Linked DNA regions of Sus scrofa: region 2 is linked to region 1. A link is a contact called in public promoter capture Hi-C data. All regions are on one chromosome and are shown on one strand. Each heading gives the region's core, a stretch centred on a gene start, on an enhancer-like site or on the middle of the called end of the contact. The rest is flanking DNA. Distances are from core to core; before and after follow the strand shown.

Evidence for each region. Promoter capture Hi-C pulls out the DNA fragments that hold promoters and counts their contacts.
Region 2: a contact with region 1 is called in a promoter capture Hi-C map of fetal skeletal muscle, with 7 times the contacts expected there. The contact joins the promoter of WDR3 here to the promoter of TBX15 in region 1.

What each region holds. Positions count from the first base shown.
Region 1 is chr4:101,916,723-101,920,400 of Sscrofa11.1, reverse strand. TBX15 (T-box transcription factor TBX15) reads right to left here and starts at 1,510. Exons shown (of 12, transcript XM_001926903.7): 1 at 1,494-1,510; 2 at 170-1,389. The coding sequence starts at 374.
Region 2 is chr4:102,876,880-102,881,084 of Sscrofa11.1, reverse strand. It overlaps WDR3 (WD repeat-containing protein 3), which reads left to right and starts at 2,449. Exons shown (of 27, transcript XM_021089970.1): 1 at 2,449-2,528. GDAP2 (ganglioside-induced differentiation-associated protein 2) reads right to left here and starts at 2,342. Exons shown (of 14, transcript XM_021090826.1): 1 at 2,196-2,342.

The sequences.
Region 1 (3,678 bases), core at 261-2,760:
TCGGGCGAATCTGGAGAAGGCTCAAGGCATTTGCGCGAAGGAAAAGAAACCCGGGTTGGAGCCAGACCGCGTCACGACCAGGGCCTCTCGCCTCCCCACTCTCCCCGCCGGCGGGCCGCCTGGCGTCCACTCTCCGCCCGCCTCCCGCGTTCTGGCCCTACGCACTCACCCGGGTGAGGCTCCAGGCCGTGCGCGGCCGCGTCCTCCGTGTCTCCGAGTGGGCCTGCGGGGCTCAGCGCCTCCATGGACAGGTCCAGCCCCTTCTCCTCCCAGTCTCGCAGTTTCCGCTTTTTATTTGAGCCGATCAAGGCTTCAACGGAGAAGGCATGTGCTCGCGAGCTCAGGGCGACTGCAGATCTTCTCCTTTCACTCATCTTAGCCGCCCGCACCCAGGCCCCCTCTCGCCCTCGCTACTGAGGGAGCAGCCCGAGCCCTCACGCTCCGAGCGCCCGCCGGGCTGGGCCCGGGAAAGGCGGCAGCGAGGCAGTGGAGTCTGAAGGCGGTGGCTCCGCTGGTCCTAGGCACCCTCCCCCAGCGCCCTCCCCCGCCCGCCACCGCCGGCTCGGACCGACGCCCCTAGCTGCCCCAGCCGCTAGGAACGAGCGCCCCGAGCGCCGCTCACTCGCTGCATGAGCGCCCGAGTCCTGCTTCCCACCCACCCGGGCAGGCGCTCACAGGCTGTGCAGACTGGACTTCATCTTTTTTTTTTTTTAATTCTCTCTCCTCCCTCTCCCTTTCTCTCCTCCCTCTCCCTCTTCCTCTCTTGGTCTTCCCGTCCTTCCTCTGATCCAAATTTCTGGGAAACTTTTTTTTCTAAATTCCTCCCTTCCCGAGGAGCTGGGGGCAGGCGGTGCGCTCCTGTCCGAGGGGCGAGGGAGAGGGAGGGGGGAGGAAGAGAAAGACTGAGGGGAAAAAAAGCCAGCCCCCGACCAATGGCAAAGAGGGAACAGGAGAAACCCTGCCGGCAAGGGCCAATGAGAGGAGGGGAGAGACTGAGGCTCTGGCCAAGGCTCCGCGCGGGTTGTCCCCGGGATGCTCCTGGGCCAACTTTAACCCCTGGCTTCCCGGTCCCCCCACGGCTCCTCGCTGGAAGGAGGGGAGCTAAAAGTAGAGGTCTGATCTTGTGCCGTTACAAACTCCTGCAAGCCCCAAATCCGTACCTTTTCCTCCCAAATCTGCTAGGTCTCATAGACCTATTTTAGCTATGGATCGGGAATTTTAACTGTGGATCTGGAACTTGGGGGCTCTGACAAAATGTCAACCTGCCCAAATACACCCGGAAAACGACTCTGATAATCTCGCGCTTGACCCCAGATGCCTTTAGATCTGCTCATTCCTCCGGGGTTTCGCTACACAGGTCCTTTCCTGTCGAACGATTTCTAAGCAACTCTGGTTAAGGCAAAACGAAACAAACAAACAAACAAAAAAGCCTCATTACTATCCAGGGCCTTGTAATTGAAAATTTAAAGATCGCTTCCTCCTTCCAGCTCTACCTGGTAGACGTAGCGCCCTCAACGCGAGAGGCCGGCAGTGGGCACCCGGCTTACCGCGCGCTCCGTAGGCGGATCCAGACTGGGCCCGCACACAGCAAACGCTCTCCTTCCGTTCGGCGTGGATGCTAAGCCGAGCCTCGCCTGCTCGGGGCGCTTGCTCTGGAGAACCCACCGAGAGGGTATGGGCGAGGGCAGCGAGGAACTTTGACAGCGGCGAAGGAGCTTTTCAAAATTCCCTTCAAATCCGATCACCTCTGGAGCCCGGCTCTCTCCGCCCCACTGATCCTCCCTCCACCCTTTAAAAAAAAAAAAAAATCTTTCAGGACACTGCAGTCATCAGAGGTTTCTAAGGAACTTAAATCCAACACTTTTGGTCATTCGGATTCCCCACACCCCTCTCCCAGGTCTGGTCTTGTGCTGCGGAAGAAGACCCTGGGGCGCAGACCAGTGCACGGCCAGTACAGAGGGGCCAAGAAGTTGATCCTGCCAAGCTGGAAAAAGGTCTCGGATTTCGCAGGCGACGGCTGAGCCGCAGCTCGATCTTCCCAACGCCCTGGTTAAGACGCTTCTATCCCTGCTCAAAGAGGCAGGAAAGAGAGCTCCCTGGTGCGAACGACAGATCTAGAGGCCCCAGCAGGCAAGTCTCCTCAACACTCAGGCTGTGGGCAGGGCCTGAACTTGAAAGCCTGGGAAAGGGGGGCCCAAGGTGTGTCACAGACTCCCCAAGAATGAGGGCTCATCAGTCCTTGCACCTTGGGGCAAGAATGGAGAGCCTGTTGGACCTCTGAAATGGCACATTTCCCTCCTGACCACTGAGGGGCTGTGGGAAGCTAGTTCTTGCTATTACAGTTGGATGTGCTCTAGTGCTGGAGGTAACAGCTGGGCCCAGTGGCCTGAAGGTACCTTGGGACTCTTTGGAAGAGAGCAAAAAAGGCCATTTTTGGAGCTCGCTCAAATTGGGCTCCAGCCTGGAGAAGAGGAAGCGATTGGCACAGCAAATGCAGAAAGAATAATGGAAAAGCCACTGGATGAGTATAATTCAGCAAGGCTTGGTCTCCAGGGCATTCCAGGAGCCTGCATCCCAGGCTTGAGGGTCCCAAGCAGCACTCCAAAAACACTGGGATGGGGCACTGAGCCCTTCGGGCCATTGAGTTGCCAGGCAAAAGGAGGAGTGGCAAGGCCAAGGGCTTTGCACCTCAGTCACCGCTCAGGGTTGCTTCTAGGCCGACCTCACCGAAAGTGACCAGGCATTCAACACTCCCAGGCTTCAGCAAAGGAGCTGGAGAAACGGCAGGCCAGGAACACAGTTAGCTTCCCCTGTGGCTTAAACCTCTCTTTTGGCTTGCGATTACTGCCCTTGGCTGGAGCCTGCCAGGACCAGCCCAGATAGACTAGCAATGGGGCGGCCTCTGTTCTTTCCCAGCATTTTCCTCCTCCCCCATCGCCTGCATGTCCCATCTCCCTGGTAGCCTCTTGCTTTCTCTTCTCTCACAGACCTGGTTTGTTTGCGAAATTGATGCAGCACAGGCCATGCACCCTTCCTGAGGTCATAAAACGTTCTCAAAAAGAGAACGTTTTAGTTACCCAGCACCTAGATGCATGTCCAGAAGGCCTGCACGATGTAAGTGTCCATACACACATGTCCAAGAGTCAAACAGAAAAATGGGCAGTGCCTTCAACATCCTGCATCTGCACCAACCCCAAAGCATACACTATGCACAGAGTTCTCAGAGGCGCTCCTACAACCTTCCTTCGGGTTGCACCTAGGTTGCCCCCCCCATACACATATATCCCAGAATTGTGGGTGAGGCCATTAAAATTAAACAGATGGCAATGAAACCAGACGGGTTTGGAAACGTGAAAATAGGAGTTTTCTTCTAGGTAAATGGGAGGGGTGGAAAATTTTTCTTTCTGTGACTATAGGAGTCAATTTAAGTTTTTCCCAGGATGATGCACGTGGTGTGTGACCCTGTGTTGACAGGAAAGAGGGCTGGAGAAAAAGATTAAGCAGGATGGTTTAATGTGCGTGACTTGGGTGTATACGCTATGCAACTGGGGAGAAGAAAAAGAGGATTGGGGATTACATGTGATTATCAAGGAGAATGGTCTGCATTCTCCTTCTACTCATCACCTCAATGGGCTTCAAAATTTCCTCTCATTACCTCAGTTTCTCTCTCCTTTAACC
Region 2 (4,205 bases), core at 1,200-3,699, 960 kb before region 1:
TAGACCCCTAGCCTGGAAACCTCCATATGCTGTGGAAGCGGCTCAAGAAAAAGGCAAAAAAAACAAGGCAGAATCAGGCAGAACATGTTAGCTCACTGTCTCAAAACACCTGATGTTTGTCTGTTTAAAGAGAACTTTAAATCTGTTTTCTTGTTCTTCAAAATACTTAGATTACCTAGGCCTAGTTAAAAATACAAAGAAAGCTGATCCACACTTTTAACCTCCATTAATTACAAGCTCTATCTCATTGTTTTTGCATAAATTATAGGTTTACCACTCTATGTCTTTGTCAATATCTAAAACTTCTGGATACAATATCTGTATCCCAATGCCAGACGTATTATATTTAAGAATCATCCTATGCAAATAGAAAGAATGACCTTTTTTTAAGCAAGTTACTTAAATGGAAAAACAAACTGAAGCAGTCAAACATGTCAACATATCAAGAAAAGAGTTCTGTGTTAATGGACTAGGTCAAATTTAACACCGTCATTCAAAAACATCCAAAGCACATGCTCTAACGGTGAGTTGATAATACCACCTCATATAAAAGAACTTTACCATGTTTTGATAATATTAATACATTAAGCAATTTTGAAACAAGAAACTAGGGTTATGCTCTTGAAACAGTGTATTGGGAATTTATAAGATGCATTATCTTAGCACTCACAGTTCCTCTTATAGCAATTTTTATAAAATTATTTTTTCCCTTTGTGGTTGTTCCTTTCCATAATATTTATTTTTTAAAGATTTTTAATATAGTTTATTTACAATGTTCTGTCAATTTCTGCTATACTGCCATATTATTTAATAATGTTAATTTTTTTGAAAGGTAAAACCATGACTTAAAATGCAAAAAGAATATGGTTCAAAATTTTATTTAACTCACAAAGAAACCAGAGAGTAGAAAAAGGGAATTACATAATCAGACACATTAATCGGCCAAGAATACTGAAATGAATGCACTCATGACAAAACTTCCACTGAGCCTCTAAGGGGACAGAATTTTTGTGTCTATAGAAAAAATTGTTTTAGTACTGACAGTATTTAAATAGCTTTCTTAAATCAGTAATTCAAGGGGTGTCTTCAAGATGGAATCTAGACTATAAAGTTTTCTACCGAAGCAAAGTTTTTCTCATATATACGCATTTTTCATCTATATAATACAATTCACATTAACTATGAGATATTAACCAGACACGCTCACCTAAGTTCTCCTTTCCACCACCAAACTTACTGAAATAATAGTCTGTTGTCACAATTTCCTCCCTTAACCATTCATCCAACCCGCAGTAATCTTTTTTCAAATACCTAAACAGTTACAATTACTTTCATCTGATCATATACATTCTTTACAATTGCAATTTTCTTGAATATAGAAGACTAGCTGAACATGTCTTAAAAACTCAACGCTTAAAGAAAATCGGATACTATAGATAGAAGTCTTATTTCAGGGCTGGCTGCAGCTATCATACAATAAGTGAAGGCAGAGGCTTATTTCTTCTATACTGTTATATGTTAGCTTTAATTTTTCACAGCTACAGACATCAGAACTCCTTTGTGAACACTTCTATGCAGTTCAAGAATAAGATCGGACAGAAACTGCAAAAGAGAAAAAAGCCCACTTGGTGACAGAGCACTTAAAGCCTCAATTACCATTACCAAGCAAGGAGGAGTCAGCTCCGGTCACTTCCCCCTCAAGCGGCCAAGGAGCGGAAACTGAAAGCCAGACCAATGTCACTCCAGGGACTGCAGGGATCCAGACAACTCAGCATCCTGGGCTCATTGCCTACCCAGCTCTGATTCTAGCTGCTCTCGGTCGGTGGAACGCCCAGTCCACACAGGCGACCCCAAAAATTCGACTCTGGGGTTATATAACTCCAGGGCTCCCGGCCGCCCTAATTCACCTGCACTCCAAGGTGCGCGCCTCCCCAGTGACTCCAGCACCACTGTCCTAATGCCCGGGTCTACCTACTGTATATCCTCTGGTGGGTAACTCGTCCCCGACAGCCCCTCGGACCAGAGGAACCTGACCAACAGCGGGGAAAGAAACGGCAGGTGCATTTTTGCAAAGAATGAGGAGAACCAACCCTCTCGGTCCGCACCCCTAACCTGGGCCGAGTCCGTGCGCCTCCCGCCGCTCCCCCGGCCCGCTCTGCCCCGCCCTCCCTTCCAGCCTCCGTCCCGCCTCTCACAGCTCTCTGGCGGTCCCATCCGGGCGGCAGGTGCGACGGGTTAAGTTCCTCGTGGAAAGCAGCCGAGTCGCATCGCCTGACAACCTGTGCCAGCAGCTCAGTGGTAAACGCGAGCCGAGTCCCAAGAGGCTGGAAGGAGCAGTCGCGGGAGCCCGGGGCTGCAAAACACGGGCTTCCGCTCCCGGCAGGCATCCGCCAATCAGAGCCTTGCTCTGACGTCATTTCCCCTCGAAGGCAAAAGGAACGTTGGGCGGAAGAGGGACCTGGAGCGGACCCGGAAGGGGTGGGCCCAGTGGGCGGGTCCAATCAGCCCAGAACCTCGTGGAGGCCCAGGTGCGTGCAGTGGTCTCGCGGTGGCAGATCGTCTTTGCTCCGCTCCTTTGGTTTGTTTGGTCCTGACTGAGGCCTTCGTGGTGCCAGTAGCAGACAAGCCAGGGGAATTTGGGGGCCCGTAGCTAGGGTGGAGGGGAACCTGAGCTACTGCGAGCGCTTCACTGCTGTCCCGGGGGGCCGTCTGCGGAGCCTGAGGCTGGCGCGTGCGGTGTCGAGCTGGCTGACCCGGGGCTTGCAATGCTCGCCAGAGGATGCTCCCGCAGCGTGGTGGGTGTGAGGAATCCCCACCTCACTCTCTCCTGACTGAAGTCGTGGTTTAGGGGCGTCTGACAGGTTTGTTACCGCGGCCCAGCCTTGCAGCGCATCATAGAAGCATGTTTTGGGGGGCTGTGGGTTAGGAAGCATGGATGTTAGGGGCTCAGAGTAGCGTTATCTCGTGAGCGCTATCCAAAAAGCGTCGAGATCTGTGCACGTTAGATACAAGTGACCAGTTCCAAGTTATATGGAAGATCATTGAAGTACTGAAGCATTGGAAAAGCTTCAGGAATTAGACTAGTCCCGAGGGAAGTGGGCCTCAGAGGATAACACTAATTAAAATAGGTAGATAGGAGAGGAATATCATGAAGGCAAGGCACAGCACAAGGAGGGTAACCAACTAGCCTGACAGGAGAAAGGTTATGTGAGAAATAAAGAGGGATAAATGGGTTGAGTTTGGGGGAACTGAAAACAGTTTCGCTTTTTCAAGGGCTTTGGGATAGTGCATCTGATAAAATTAGGTCGTATTACGACTTTTAAATGAAAAACCTGGAGGCGGTGGTGCTGCATAGAAAATTGGTGCAGGAACCCAGTGATTAAGCCACTGGAACAGAAAGTTGTGGAAAGAGGGAAAAGAATCCTACTTCAGACAGGACAGAGGGTAAGAGAAGTAGTTTAGTGGTTTAAAGAAGAAAATTTGGAGTTTGACGGGATTGTAATCTGGCTTTGGCACTTAAAACCAGCTGAATGACTTTGGGCTAGCTGTTTCATTCTATGTGCCTTGTTTCCTAATCTGTAAAATGCAGGTAGTAACGCACCTATCTTGCAAGGTTATTGTGAATTTTTTTTTATACTCTTACAGTATGCTAGATGCTTTTTTAAAGTGGTTTACATATATTAACTCGCTTAATTAACTTAATTACTATATGTAATGAACTATGTGTTTACTCAGTTATATACATTTAATGTATTAGGTAGCATATAGTAAGCACTCTTTAAGCGTTGGCTGCTTAAATAATATTAATTAGCCAAAAATTATGACAAGGCTGTGATCCCAATAGGTTGGAGAGCTGTGTGTCTTAGTGTCAGAAAAAAATGAGTAGGGTTCAGGAAGCAGGTTGGGCATGACTTTATACATGTTTAAGAGTGATATTGCAAGATATTTGGATGAGGATGTCTTCATAAATTCTTGAAATTGATAATTAGTATTCACACATGTGGGGAGGACTGAATAGAGATGTGGAGTCCCTGGGCCTAATCTCCAAGGAAAATACTGTGGTAAGTAGCCAAAGACTCCATGGAAACCAGTTATAGGGCTGGAGGAGTAAGAGGAAATGGAAACGAATTGATCCAATGGCCGGGTTAGATGCGAACTAGCATATATAGAATGGATAAACTATAAGGTCCTACTGTCAAGCACAG